Regions from separate parts of the Capra hircus genome. Here region 2 is linked to region 1. Evidence: chromatin contacts called from public Hi-C data. All regions are on one chromosome and are shown on one strand. Each heading gives the region's core, a stretch centred on a gene start, on an enhancer-like site or on the middle of the called end of the contact. The rest is flanking DNA. Distances are from core to core; before and after follow the strand shown. Region 1 has its middle 36 kb from the start of CST7. Region 2 holds the start of ACSS1 (acetyl-coenzyme A synthetase 2-like, mitochondrial).

Region 1 (7,428 bases), core at 4,915-7,414:
CTATACTAGCCATTCTAATCGCAGTTTTGATTTGCATTTCCCTAATAATCAGTGATATTGAGCATTTTTTTACATGCTTATTGGACATTCATATAGCTTCTTTGGAGAAATGTCTATTCAAGTCCTTTGCCCATTTTCCCATTTTTGAATCGGGTTTTTTTTTGTTTTGTTTTGTTGTTGTTGTTGTTGTTGTTGAGTTCTAGTTTTCTCTATATTTCAGATTTAATCCCTTATCAGATATTATCATTTTAATCTTGATAGCTGTTAGTAATCTTTTTCATTTTTTTTTAGTAAGACACATTTCACAATTTATTTCTCAATGATTTTCATACTGTTTCTTGAAACACACATTCACACGCTCGTTTGAGTTGAGAAATGTCTTATGCCATCACTGGGAGAAGTCCTGCTGGCAGTTCCTTGAGCTGTTTGAAGACACAGCGGCTGGCTTTCTAAGCATCTGTGGGTGGCATACCCATATTTGGGTTGGCTGAGAGATTTAAGCCTATGATAAAACAAAGTCTAACTCTTTCTCGGTGGCTTGGACCAAGCGGGCAGACCTGATGGTCCCCTGGGAGTACTATAATGGGGCTTTGGGGCAGACTTTCCAGAGAAGGTGTAAGAATGATTTCACTGTCACCTCTCTAAGGCAGGTGCTTTCTAATTCTCAGCTTCCAACAAAGTCAAAAGGAGACTTAACTGCTGTGACTCAGCAGGGGTTCCAAGCTGGGTGATGCTGGTGGCAGAAGGAGGCGTGTGAGTACAATTCCTTGGTGCTTACAGGTGTGACATAAAACCCGGAAAACAAAAGGCTAAGATAAATGGAATGCCAAGCCTGCCCTGCTAATTCCAGAATGAAGCAATATCCGCCTATAGCGAGGCCTCAGCTGGAAAGACAGCAACAGGACCCCCAGCAAAGTGGATTCGCATGAGACACAGGAGAAGATGCTCAAGGGGCTTCTGTACCCATCCTGCCGCCTCTCCTGGCCTCATTCCAGGGGGTAGACAGTGGGCACCGCCTCAGGAAACAGCAGCAGCTATAGAACCACCATCTTGTTTAGAGACGTTTTCCCGGCACAGCCTCACTTTCTACATGTAATCACTCGTCAAAATCTCTACTGTCTTAACTTGCTCAGTAACATCAATAATAATCTTAATAAAACTCAAAGAAAACATTTAAAACACCTAGACCTTTTTGATCTTAAGAAACCAAAATAGTTTCCATTTATACATGTGTTTCTGTTGCAGGATTTTATGAGAATGATAATAAAGCATGTTCAGGCATAAAATTCTATAATATGAGGATAAAATTCTGGGAGTGGAATGTAATGAAATTATATTTAAGGAGAAAAGAGGAAAGGGTAAAGTTTTTAACTCCTGGAGTAGAAATTGCCTGTGTAGTAGTTATCTTTTTCATGTATGTTTTTTAATACTTAGTGTATTTATTCTCAAGTATAATCTTTTCTAAAAAAATTATTTAATTATTCTCTCTGTTATTTTATTTACTTTTATATTTTGGCCATGTGGGATCTTAGTTTGCAGATCAGGGATTGAACTGGAGCCCCCTGCATCAACAGGGCAGAGTTGTAGCCACCAGACCACCTGGGAAATCCTGCTCATGTATGCTTTATCTTTTGTTTTATTTTTTGGCATTACTGACTCGATAGACATGAGTCTATCACCAGGAGTTGGTGATGGACAGGGAGGCCTGGCGTGCTGCAGTCCATGGGGTCACAAAGAGTCGCACACGACTGAGCGCCTGCACTGAACTGATTTTTTGGGTCTTTGTTGGTGTGCGGGGGCTTTCTCTAGTTATGGCGAGTGGGAGCTACCCTTTTGCTGTGAAGCTTCTCATTGCAGTTGCTTCTCTTGTTGCAGAGCACAGGCTCCAGGCTCGAGGGCTTAGGAGCCGTGACCTGTGCACTCTGGAGCGCTGGCTTCAGCGGTTGCGGTGTGTGGGCCTGGTTGCTCCTTGGCACGCGGAATTCTCCCAGACCAGGGGTCAAACCCGTGTCCCCTGCCCTGGCAGGTGGGTTCTTATCCAGGGAAGTCCCCATTTATGTTTCATCAATCGTGGTGGGTCTTACACTGATGTGAAACTTGTTTTCTACGATGTACATTCTAAAGAGATCTGAGAGTTTTACATGAAAATAATTTATAATATACTATAATTTTATTTATATTTAATATTTCTATATTTACAAATATAAAATATAAAAATATAAATATAAATATACACTAGGGTAAAAAGGCACATGTAATCTTAAATGTATATGAGGGGAGCATCACAGTTTTGTTAAAACAGTTGAGGGCAGTGCAGCGGCAGATACATTACCGTCGTGGAGGCTGCAGCATGGCCTGGGTGTAGACAGCAGGGTGTCCGGGTGAGGAGGGGAATGGGGAGCCCTGGGGGGGGAGGGGGGAGTCTCTAAGTCCTCAGTGAGGAGCCGGGGGAGTGTCTGGGTGGCAGGCTAGCGATGGTGGAGTCCATGGCAGGCAGTGACCGACCGTGTGTGGGGAGGACGGCGGATCAGGCCCCAGGGGCTGAGGGAGGAGGGGGGACCCAGGCTGGGGTGGCGGCAGCAGGAGGGAGGTGGCAGTGTGCATGTTTGGCAGGTAGAACTGACAGGTGATTGTGACTCACAAGGAAGCGGTGTGGGTGGGGCGGGTCCAGCCTCAGGCTCGTGACTCATCTCTGGGCACAAATGGTGCTGGGGGATGGTAGCATAACCGGAGTCCTCAGGTGACACCTCCAGCTCTCCTGGGCCTAAAGAAGGATGAGTTCTCATCACAGCCACCAGCATTTTGCTGAATGTATACAAATGCTCATTTTGGTCTCTGAACTCTACTCTCAGTGATGGAAATGGGAGGAGAGGGCTGGACAGGTCCCTGCCTGGGCAGGGAGGCAGGTCTCATTTGCAGGTGGGCTTGTCAAAAGAATAGCAAACATCCATCCCGACTTCTTATTTTACAAAGGAGGGAGCTGAGCTGGAGGGGTAATGTGATGGGCAAGGTGACCAACTAGGTGGGTGGCAGTGTTCTTGAAGATGCCTTGGCAAAGGAGTAGAACAAGCAATCATTAACGTTCCGTGGGTAGAAGGTAAAGTGAGGCCCCTCTTCCCATATCTCCAGTTGGAGGCAGATTTGTAAATGGGCCAAACGTTCTAATTAAAAGGCTGAGATAGGAAGAACAAGACAAAAACCATGATCCAGTGATATGATAACTAAGAAAAGACACACTGGAGATTTCAAGACACAAACTGATTGAATGGGAAAGGATGAGAAAAGAGATTCCCTGGAAACAGCCACCCAAAGAGAGCTGGAGTAAATGTACCAAGAGCAGACAAAAAAGAGTTTATGGCAACAATTATTGCTAGAGAAAATTAAGTAATTTTATAATGAAATAGAAAATCCATCAAAATGACATAGCAATGATAACAACAGAGTCCCAGATATGTGAAGCCAAACAGGCAGATTTAAAGAAGAAATAAGCAATTCAAAATAATAGCTGGAGACCTCAGTAGCTGTACAGACATTAGCAAATAGACTTCCAACATCATGAAACAATGAATCCTCACAACTGTCTATACAACACCCTACCCAACAATCGTAGAAGACGCATCCTTTCCAAGCACATTCCCCAGAAGAGACAATTTATCAGGCCACAAAACAAGTCTTTGTGCGTTTAAAAGGAGTAAAGTCATACAAAGTATGTTCTCTGATCACAATAGAATGAAATTAGGAATCGATACGAGAAGGAAATTTAAGAATTTCACAAAAATGTGGAAAATAAACAGTATACTTCTAAATAATCAATAGCTCAAAAAGAACCACAAGGAACTGGCAAATATTTTGAGATGAATGGAAGTGAAAACGCAACATACCAGAATTTATGGATACGCTGAAAGTAGTGTCAGAACGAAAATTATACCCGTAAATGCTTACTTTAAAAAAGAAATATCTGAAGTCAATAACCTCACCATTCATCTTAAGAAACTAGAATAAGCAGAGCCAGAGTAGGAAGTAAATAAAGCAGACGGAATCACATGAAATAGAGGATGGGAAAACAATAGAGAAAATGACGCACAAACCCTCAAATCAGTTCTTTGTAAAGAAGAACAAAATTGACAATCCCCTGTAGCTGGACTGATCAAGAAATGAAGAGAGATTCATATACTAGATCAGGAATGAAGAGGGACATTGTTACGTGCCACAGAGAGTAAAAAGGACTGTAAGGGGACACTGTGAATAACTGTGTGGCAACACATTAGGTGATTTATAGGAAATGGACACATTCCTAGAAAGACACAGACAGCCACAGCTGACTCAAGAAGAGACAGAAGATCAATAAATTTATAACTGGAGATTGGACTGGTAATAGAAATGCTTCACACACACACACAAACCCCAGAACCAGATGGCTTTCCTGGTGAATTGTTGACAAGTTTGAAGAAAAATAAACAGAGTGAGCATTCATTTTAGGCAAAGAGGGAAAAAAAACACTAAGCAAGACAGGAAATTAAGAACAATAAAAGCAGGAACTGGTGAATCTGAAAACAGAAAATGAGAAGTGAAAAATAATCTTAAGTTGAAGATACACGTGTGTGGCACTCACAAACTCTGAGTCTCCCACCCACACATATGCACACGTACAGATGCTCGGTAAACTCAGCCTCAAGGGACAATTCAAGATGAGAAAGTGTAAGAAATCACAGATGCAGAAAAAACAGTCAGATTCAAATGGAAAAGGATACTTTGCTTCACTCTGTGGATTAGATGACTGATGCCAAAAGACTCAGGAAACTGAAGGGTCAGTGGACACGTGCGAAGCTGAGCGGTCCTTCAGATGACCTTCAAGAGGGCCTGTGAGAGGGGTGACCGTGTCCAGGAAACATCTCCAAGGTGCCCTGTGAGCTGCAGTAACACAGCACACTGGTGAACGCCCACATGTGGTGTGTGCGGCCGCGCCTGTGACCTGAGTACACGGGCACACTGGGCACCATTGTTCTCTGGGTACCCAGGGAGCAACCCTGGCATATTGAGCCGGGGCACTCACGTGTGCAGGTGGGAAGAAAGTGATTTCCACTGCACATCCTTTTGATCCAGCTGGCTGATTTTTACCACTTCTTATCATTTACTAATGCAAAAAAAAAAGCAGGGGGGGATGTTCCATGGAAAAATGCCAAAGAGGTCTCTCCATACCATTTTCTGATAAACACCCTCAGATACAAGCATCAGGGGAGCTTGGGACGTCAGCTGAGGGTGCAGAGTGTCCTGAATGGAGTGTGGAAGTTGGTCTCCTGTAATGACCCCATGTGTCTCACTGGCCAAGTACTCTGTTGGCGTTGGTAACACTCCGGGCCTGTGGCCAAGGTCTCTTGGCCAGTAGCAGTTCTAACCCATCCCTTCACAGTGAAATGATAAAACTGGGTTGGCAGAATGGTTTCTGAAATGAGAATGGTGATGAATGCCCACAGCTGTCACTCTTTAGCAGAAATTTGTCATATTATACACAGAATTAAATCTATCCTCCATTAAAAGTATGACAAAAAGAATTAATTCATTTTCAATGTAATGACTTAAGCAAGCAGATCTTGCATAACAATGAGGGTTTCTGAACTTCTAATGAACTGTTTAAAGTGTTCGAGCTGAATTTGGGTCTCTGATAATAATTTCTAAGATCCAAGACTCCCCGGTTGGATGGCATTGCCAATTCAATGGTCATGAACTTGGGCAAATTCCAGGAGATGGCGAGGGGCAGGGAAGCTTATTGTGCTGCAGTCCATGGGGTTGCAAAGAGTCGGACACGGGGTTGCAAAGAGTCGGACACGGGTTGCAAAGAGTCGGACATGACTTGGCAACTGAATAACGAAAAACAGCAAGACTCCCCTAAAGGAGCTGTTTGGTGAGATACTCTCCAAGGGAATTGGTCTGGAGACAATGAACACAAGTGAAAAAGTCAGAGACTGTGGCAGTCTGCTGTGTCTATGGCCCCATGGTGACCTTACTCCCTGTTGATCTGGAGGTTGGCCATGTGGTTGTTCAGGGTGAGGTATTAACAACTGTGAGCTTGCTAAGTGCCATTGTGTTGGGGTCTGTGTTCCTGGGACACTTTGTGGAAGCCAGCTGCCATGTGCCAAGGCCAGTGGCCTGAGGTCACCTGCTGTCAGGAAGCCCAAGCTGCCCCGTGGAAGGTCACACGGAAAGAGCTCTGTGCCGTCAGCTCTCGGCTGGGTCAGCTGGTCTGGCCGAAGCCCCACAGCCCAAGTGTATGTTAGTTGGAGGGAAGGACTGCCCAGCTGAGCCCAGGTTCAAATTTTTACTGTTGCTCAAGCTGCTAAGTTTTGAAGCATCTTGTGCAGCTTAGGCAACGGCCGGGGGGGCGGGGGGGGGGAGGGGTCTGAGGTGAGATGCACCTGGAGGAAAGGGAGCAGGTGCAGGAAATAAATGCACCAAGAGTGGTAATCCTGTCATCGTAAAGTGGTCAGAACTCCGACTGCTTCACAAGGACTCTCTAGGTGACAGCATAGCCAAGATCCATGTGACTCAAGTGCGGTCCCCACACTGCAGCGCTGACGAGCTCTGGGAGCTTGTTCATTTCTTAGAAAACCCCAAACCTGGGACCCTGCCCCAGAAACTTGGCTCTCCACGTAATGTCTAGGCACTCCACGAGGAGGTTCAGGTCTCAGAGGTCTGGGTTTTGGGTTGTGAGCCCTGGGGTTGCCACACTCTCGGCAGTGAGCAGGTCATGACCATCTGTACAAAGATGGATTTCAAGATGTCCATCTCCCTGGAGACCTTTTCGAAGAAGTGATTCATCCACTGAAGGTCTCACAACACCACCCCCCACACACCCCCGAATAATCAGCCTTCACGTTCCCAACCAGGAGCACACTAGGTCATGTGGCCATCCTCAGAGAAGATCAGTAAGAGGGGGCTTTGTTCACTGCTAATGCAGAGGCTCTGTGTCGGTTGGGAAGGTGATGGCCTGGGAAGGGGTCTTGGGGACGGGGGTTGATGGCAAGGGTTCCACGTCTCTGAGCCGCTGGTCACGCGATGGAAAGGCTGGCCCAGTGGCCCCTGGAAGTCTCATTGCTGGTCAGAACCCAGAGGCCAGGCCCTGCCCCTGGTGCAGAGTTTGCACCAGGGACTGGGGTGGACCCAAGACAGGGCCTGCAGTCTTGACAGGCAGTTCCAGAACCATCCTTCCTAATTTAACCTGAGCAGTAAGGCAGGAGTGTGCTGTGAACCTGCAAGGCGAGATGGAAACAACCCACAACCCTGCTGCCGTGCAGTATCCCGAGGTCTGCCGTGTGAACACTGAGACCAGCACAGACTCCAAGCCGCCAACAGCTTAACCGCCAGCTCCCTAAACCTAGCCTGGCAGAGCCCGGGAATCCCGGTCAGACGCTCACAGAGGGGGCCCATCCC
Region 2 (7,216 bases), core at 2,632-5,131, 130 kb before region 1:
CGGCTGCATCCTTTCCTTCCTCCAACCCACTTCAAGGCTCTTAGTGTGGATTTTTCTTTTTGGTTTTGCTTTGCATTTCAGTCATTTGAGCTGGTGCCTGTCTCCCTGGCCCTCCCTCTCCTTGGGCTCAGGGGGTGTGTCTGGTTTATCCTTGTCCAGCTGACAGCCTCCACACTGGCCCATGCACACAGCAGGGAGGGACTCCTCAAATCCTGTCATTGAAGGGAGCTGGGGGAGTGATAACAAGGGCTGAGGAGCAAGGGGGTCCGGTGACTCAGTGCTGAGGGTCTCCTGGACCCTTATCTACAAAGCTGCTCCTTAGAAGGGTCCAGTGGCACAGCTTCGACCAACGCGGGAGGTGAGGCTTAAGAAGGCAAACACCTTTCAGCTGCTCAAGTTGTGAGCGCTGGCGGCTGAGGCTTCCCATTTGCCAGCCATGAGACCTTGGATGGCTTCTCCCCTCTCTGTGTTTGCTAAGTGAGGATCAGAGCATCCTCCTCTTAGGATTGTGAGGGTTGCCATCTCCGACTTGAACATCGGGGCTGAGACGTAAAGTGAGCCCAGTTTCCCTCTCACGCCTCCCGCGTCTGCACCTGCCAATGCACTGCTTTCTGCAGTGGAGGGCTCTGCTTCTATTTTAAGGGCCAGGGCTTCTATGATTCGGGCTGCCTGAAGGGCCTGGCTGTTCTCAGAACAATCCAGGCCCCATGAAAAGCTGTTCTGCGGACGTCACTGGGTGTGGCTCCACCTGCGTAGTTCCCGGAGGAGAGCCGCTTCCAGGAGGCAGTCTTGGCCTTGGCCTCTGTGACCTCACCTCAGGTAACGTTGGGCCACAGGACATGCAGTTCTGTACCACCTGGTTGGCTCTGTAATGTTTTCTGTACACACAGTCACTTCTCTTTATCCAGCCTGAAGGAAAGCCAGTTTCATACGTCTTGAGAGTCAATTCCGTGTACTTTCCCTATTGTTCTTGCAGTAGAGGCGGGCAGGGGGCGGGGCAGGGCTACCCAGCAGTTCTTATCGCTCCACAGTGGCGGCAGTTAGAGGCCCCGCTGCTCCACCAACAGTCAGCTTGCAGCTGTCCCCGGCGGTACAGAGCGCAGTGAGAGGTGGATTGTGGCCTTCTTCCCCGGGCCCTCCAGGCCTTCCAGCCTTGGGGTGGTGGGTAATCCTGGGGCCATAGGGACGGACTGAGGACTGTGTCTGGCAGAGTCCTCACCACAGCTGCCCGCCACCAAGCCCAGGCTCTAAGCGGCAGCAAACCTCTCCCCTATCCCACCTCCAAGACCTGATGGCAGCAGCTGTCTCCATGGGTTGCCGTTTGTGGAACCCCGCCCCACTTTGTGTGGCCTGAGGAGACTTTGTGTGGCCTGTGGCACTTTGAGTGCCATCTGGGGCTGGGTGGGATCTAGGGACCGGGCTGTGAGGGGCTGCCTGCTGAGATCTGTCTCTTCAGCACACTGTGCACTGGTGGGAGGACCCAAACTGGATGCTGGACAATTGCTCCAAAGCAGGGTAACTGGCCTGCACAGGGACCCCTCCTCTTACCAAAGACCTGGGCCTCGCAGGGCAAAAGCTGAGCCTTGGGACCTTGAACCCGTAAAACGAGGGGTAATCATGTTGTTTTGCTTACGAGGTTTGTTAAACGAGGGGTAATCATGTTGTTTTCCTTACGAGGTTTGTTGCGTGTTAACAGCTGCAAGGAGGCACGGAGACAGAATTAAATGACTCCCCTTCCCTTTCTGGTCAGAACAGATACTAATGTTTGTTTTGGTGGAGGTTTATAGGAACATCATGACTTGACCATGAGCTGACCTCAAGAATAAAGGCTCTGACAACATGAAGTCTGCAACAGCTACCCCACCTCTACCTTTCCCAGAAAAGGGCTTTGCTGAAAAGTTTTGGGGAGTTTAGGGTTTTTAAGGCATGAGCCTCCTCCCTCCTTGCAGGGCCCTGCAATAAACCTTTCTCTGCTCCAGACTCAGGTGTTTTGGTGTTGGTTGGCCTTATGTGGACTTGAGTTTGGTAACATTCTCTGCAGGGGTCTCTAGGGCCTGCTTCTGTGGCCTCTCAGGGCCTGGGCTGGGATAGTCGGAGCAGCATTGCTTATCCACTTGTGGGGAACAGATCCTTCCTCTTGAGGGGGAGCCTCTCACCTATAGAGCAAATGCCTGGGAGTTTTCACCCACTGCTCCACCATCTGTAGTCATCTTTGGGACCCCTGGCCACACTTACAGTCTTTCTGTATTTCAGTTTTATTATTTATTCTATTAAAAATGGTGATTCAGGGAATTTCCTGGCAGTCCAGTGGTTAGGAATCTGTGCTCTCACTGCGTAGGGCCCAGGTTCAATCCCTGATTGGGGAACTAAAATCCTGCATGCTGTGTGGTGAGGCTTAAAAAAAGAAAAAAGTGATTCAGGCCAAGTGGTGAAGCAGAAATTGAGGCGGGAGTGGGGTTGCTGCCCAGCACGTGTTTATTTCTTAGGGCTCAGCGTCCTCATATGTTCCACTTGGGAGCTGAGAGTGGGCACGACTTGATAGCACCAGATAACTTTTAAATTAAGTAGAAAAATGCAGGTCAAGCACTTGGCACAGAGCAGCGCCCATGTGTAAGTGCTAACTGTTCTCACTGGACCCCAGCACCTCCAGCCTTAAAAAGCAGGCACCATGTGCAAGCAGGCAAGTGCACGCAGGCGCACAGGAGAGGGGGCACACACACACACACACACACACACACACACACACACACACACTGGGGCTGACAGCAGAAGTTCCTCTTACAGCTAATGGGCTGGAACTCAACCGACCAACTAACTTTCAAAATTCCCCTCTCCCTTCTGTTTATCTTATTTATTATGTGTTTAGTTTGTGGGTGTTGTGATATTAGAGTCTGGCTGAGGCAAGTTTCTGTGGGTTCCCTTCTATCTTTCCTGGCTTGATAACTGGGACATAGCCTCCATTCCCGGGCTTCCTGGGTACAGCTGGGGGAGAGAGATATCATGCGTTTCCCCCTCCCCAGGGCTGCATAAGAATAAATGAGTTGGTGTCTGAAACTTGCAGCCTGGGAGGGACACCCAGGGAGCTCAGTAGCCGGGGTGGTGTAGGCACAGGGACCTTTAAGGAACTCACCCGAGGTCAGAGAGCTAGAAACGTCAGGTTTTGAACCCAGGACACAGAAGCTGCAGCAGCAGGCCGAAACCCCCGGGCGTTTGCTTCGTTGTCACAGGAATGCGGTGGACCCTAGACCACCTCCCTGGGTACCCCCACGGCCTCTTGGGTAGAGAACCCCACTTAGTCCACGGAGCGGGGGTGCTGCTTGTGTGTGTATAGTTTGGCGGGGGTCCGGTGCAGGCAGACCTGCGTGTTCCTTTTCCAGGGCGCACGAAGAGACGAATGCCTTCGGCCTCTGAGATGCTGAATGGACCTAACTGGTGGTTCGCTGGCTCCGTGATCGCTCCCGCACTTGTAAGAGCCTGCGTCCCCGGGTTCCCCATCTTTGCGGTTCCCCGCGCCGCGTAGCCGTCGGAGCTGGAGGACGCACCGGTTCAAGCGCCGGCAGCCCGCCCCGGGACCCCGTACCCTGCGCTCCGGGAGGCCCCCCTTCCCCAGCTGCTCCCCCTCCCTTGGTGCCCAGCTCTGGAGCGCAAGCTGAGGGATTGGGAGGGGCGGGGCGGGGGCGGTGCCTGAGGGCGGGCCCGGGGCGTTGGCCGGAGGGGCGGGGAGGGGGCGGAGCCAGGGAGGGGCGCGAGCGCGCGAGGACTGGGAGAGGGAGCGGGATTGGGCGAGGGCCGGGGCGTTGGCAGGGGGGCGGGGCCTGGGGCGGGGCGGGGCCGGGGCGGGGCGCGGGCACGCGGGCGCCGGGTTGCCACAGGGCTCTGAGGCGCGGGACTCTGAGGCGCGATGGCGGCGCGCTGCTTGGGCCGCGGCGTCGGACGGCTACTGGGGGGCCTCCGCGGGGTGGGGGTGCGGGCGCTGGCGGCCCCGCGGCTCTGGAGCAGCGCCTCCGCCCCCGCAGCGCCGCCCGGCTCCTACCAAGAGCGAATCAAGCTGGCAGCTCGCGAGCCCGCCGCCTTCTGGGGGCCGCTGGCGCGGGACGCTCTCGTGTGGGACACCCCCTACCACACGGTGAGCGACTGCGACTTCCGCAGCGGCAGGATCAGCTGGTTCCTGGGAGGCCAGTTAAACGTGTCTGGTGAGTGGGCCTGGGGACCGGGGAGCCCCAGCTCGCGCGCCCAGGGGACCCCGAGCCCAGCGTGCGGCGGCTCCACACGCCCCCTCCTCGGCGCTCCGGCATCGCTCCCCCGCAAGCGACGCGGCCACCCCGCCCCCACCCCGCCCCCACCCCGCCGGCCCGGCCCCGACTCCTCGGTCGTGGCTCGCGCTCCCCGGCGCCCCCCCGCCCCGAGTCTAACGGTGGCCCCCACCGGCCCTAACACCGAGCGTGCCGCACGGGGGGTGGAAGGCAAGGGGCGCGCCAGGAGCAGGACTTCCCGCCCCCGGGGCCGGCCGGCGACAGAACCGAAAAGCTTCTGGCCGTTGTTACCGCCAGGTGCCGGCCGGCGACCCGTCTGGGGAGCAGCCCTGCCCATGTAAACAAACGGGGCTTCGCCGGGTGGCGGGGAGGAGGAAGCCGCGCCGGCAGCCGGAGTCAGCCCGCGGGCGGGCGGGCGGGAAGGAAGCAGTAGTGGGACCTACCCGCTCTCAGTTTCACCTTCGCCCCGAAGACCCAGGGGGCCGGTCTTCCGAGGTCTCAGAAGCCAGCTCCATCGCCAGTCTGTCCTCTCTGGCCCCTACTGGAGATTGAATCCCCTACGGTTCTGTCCAGACTTGGGACTGGGGTTCACACTGCCAGCCATGCCCCGGCCCACCAGGGGCAAAAGGCCCAGCAACTAAGGGAAGGAGGAGACAGGCTAGGCCTGGAGTGTGAGCAGCCAGATGGGGGGGCGGTCAGAGGGGCTGCCTGTCAAGGAGGAAGTGGGTAATGGGATAGATGGGAGTCTAGGGGCTGTTTAAGGAAAGGTCTTCCTGACCAAGGCCTGAACTGGGCAGTGGGGTCTAAGTTTCCAGGTTCCACTTCTTTACTGGTCCAGTTTTTCTGTTCCTCTGAGTTTCAGCATTCTCCTGTGTAGACTGCTGCTGCTAAGTCGCTTCAGTCGTGTCTGACCCTGTGAGACCCCATAGACGGCAACCCACCAGGCTCCCCCATCCCTGGGATTCTCCAGGCAAGAACACTGGAGTGGGTTGCCATTTCCTTCTCCAATGCATGAAAGTGAAAAGTGAAAGTGAAGTCGCTCAGTCTCTCTGACTCTTAGCGACCCCATGGACTGCAGCCCACCAGGCTCCTCTGTCCATGGGATTTTCCAGGCAAGAGTACTGGAGTGGGGTGCCATTGCCTTCTCCGCCTGTGTAGACTAGAGGGCACAATACCCACCTGAGGGGCTGGGTTGTGATGACCAGGCACACAGGGTATGGAACAGGCCCAGTACTTACTAGTGAGCAATAAGTGGTAGTGATTTTGACTCGTGAAATTTAGAAGTAGCCAGAGTTACAGGTAGTTTCTTGCGGTTATTTTTCAAGCAAAGATATTTAAAGGAACTTTGGACCAGACTTTTTTTTTTTATATTGTATATTGCTTTGCTGGTTTAATAAAAATGACTCAGTAGATAAGTGTCTTCTCTAAAATTGAGTCAGCACAAAGTGTCCTTGGACTAGTGGGAGAAAAGCTAAACCCTTAGGTTTGCAGGGTTGGTGGAATGCACCCTGGATCGAGAGAGCTGCGTGCAGGGGGAAGGGGTGGAAGGTTGCAATTCCTTTAGAAGCTGCCTTGGACTTGGGAGACCTGAGGCTGCCAGGGACATTCAAGGTGAACACGTGCCACCTTTCACTCTCAGATAAGAAGGGGGGAGTGGTGGTGGTGTAATGACAGATCCGGTGCGACGGGCAGCCAGGGCCTTGTGAGCCCTACTCGGTCAGGTTCAAGGTCAGGGTTAGGGTGTACAGCAAGACACTCTTCTGCCTCTTTTTCTTCATTTATTTCTCCTTTATGGTTACCTTAGCCAGAAACTGAACTTCAGAAAACTGCCTTGTAGAAAAACAGCATTTCAGCCACATTCTCTCATCAAATGTGTATGTGACGCACTCATCTGTCAGAAATATCTCTGATGGTCGCCAGTGTCTGCAAATCAGAGGTGATCATATGAAAAAGGACCAGACCAAGTTATGGCTATCCTGGGAGCCACTAGAAAGTTGTGGGCTGGGGTGGAACGGGGTGTGTTTTGGCATGCTCTGTCTGTCTGTGTGATGGTCATGTGATGTTGGCTTATTCCAAAGGAGCATCACTTAAAACTCCATTTGCTCCTTCAGGAAGGTCTGTATGTACAGTTCTCAAAGTGTGGTCCCTGGACCAGCAGCATCGGCAAGACCTGTGAACTTTGTAGAAACATCCTAGATGGCCAGAGCCAGGAACCTGGGGGTGGATCCTCCAGGTGATCCTGATACACACTTAAGGTTGAGAACCACTGACCTGTGTCCAACCAGGGCAGGTGGGGCACCACTTAATGGGTGGATTGGGATGAATGCCAATCTGTCTCTCTCAAACAAACAAAGAGTCTGTGGGTGGTACCGTACACTTCAGTGGTGCTGGGTGTGTTTTTGGAATCATACCTGAGTTTGAATACTTGTTTTCCCCTGATCATTTTTTTTTTTCTTTCTATCTAAAGTCTCGCCAAGTGCTTAATTTTTTAAAATTCATTTTTTTTTGGAGTATAGTTGGTTTACAATTGTGTTAGCTACACAGCAAAGTGAGTCAAGTATATATATACACATATCCACTCTTTCAGATTCTGTTCCCATATAGGTCATTACAGAGTACTGAATAATTCCCTGTGCTTTACAGTAGGTTCTTATTAGTTTACACTATTTTATGTATAATAGTGTGTCTGTGTCAATCCCACTCTCCTAATTTACTCCCCCTGCCCTCCCCTGAATGTTCTTTGGTGTGTCTCCTCATTTGTAATGTGAGAACAGTGCGTAACTGAAATTCTGTTCCAGTTCCTATCCGTGCCATTTTCTTAGTCTCTCGGATTCCGTGGGTCAGGACTTTGGACAGGGCCTGACTGGAGTGGCTTGCCTCTGCTCCCCACCTGTGGGACTCTAGTCATCTACCTTGCTCACTCCCATGTCTGCGGCCTGGCCTACAGGCTGGGCTTAGTTGGA

The links. A called contact is a pair of places that touch in the nucleus more often than the background predicts.
Region 2: a contact with region 1 is called in a Hi-C map of blood, with 4 times the contacts expected there. The contact joins the promoter of ACSS1 here to the enhancer-like site in region 1. A contact is called at or near these places in 3 of 5 Hi-C or Micro-C datasets (all in blood).

Annotation. Positions count from the first base shown.
Region 1 is chr13:41,892,562-41,899,989 of ARS1.2, reverse strand. No RefSeq gene overlaps it. Among named protein-coding and RNA genes, the nearest start is that of CST7, 36 kb to the left of the region's middle. Within about 2 kb of position 6,164, at least 3 of the 5 cell types and tissues checked have an H3K27ac peak or open chromatin away from gene starts, as enhancers often do.
Region 2 is chr13:42,015,982-42,023,197 of ARS1.2, reverse strand. ACSS1 (acetyl-coenzyme A synthetase 2-like, mitochondrial) reads left to right here and starts at 3,881. Exons shown (of 14, transcript XM_018057282.1): 1 at 3,881-4,193. The coding sequence starts at 3,902.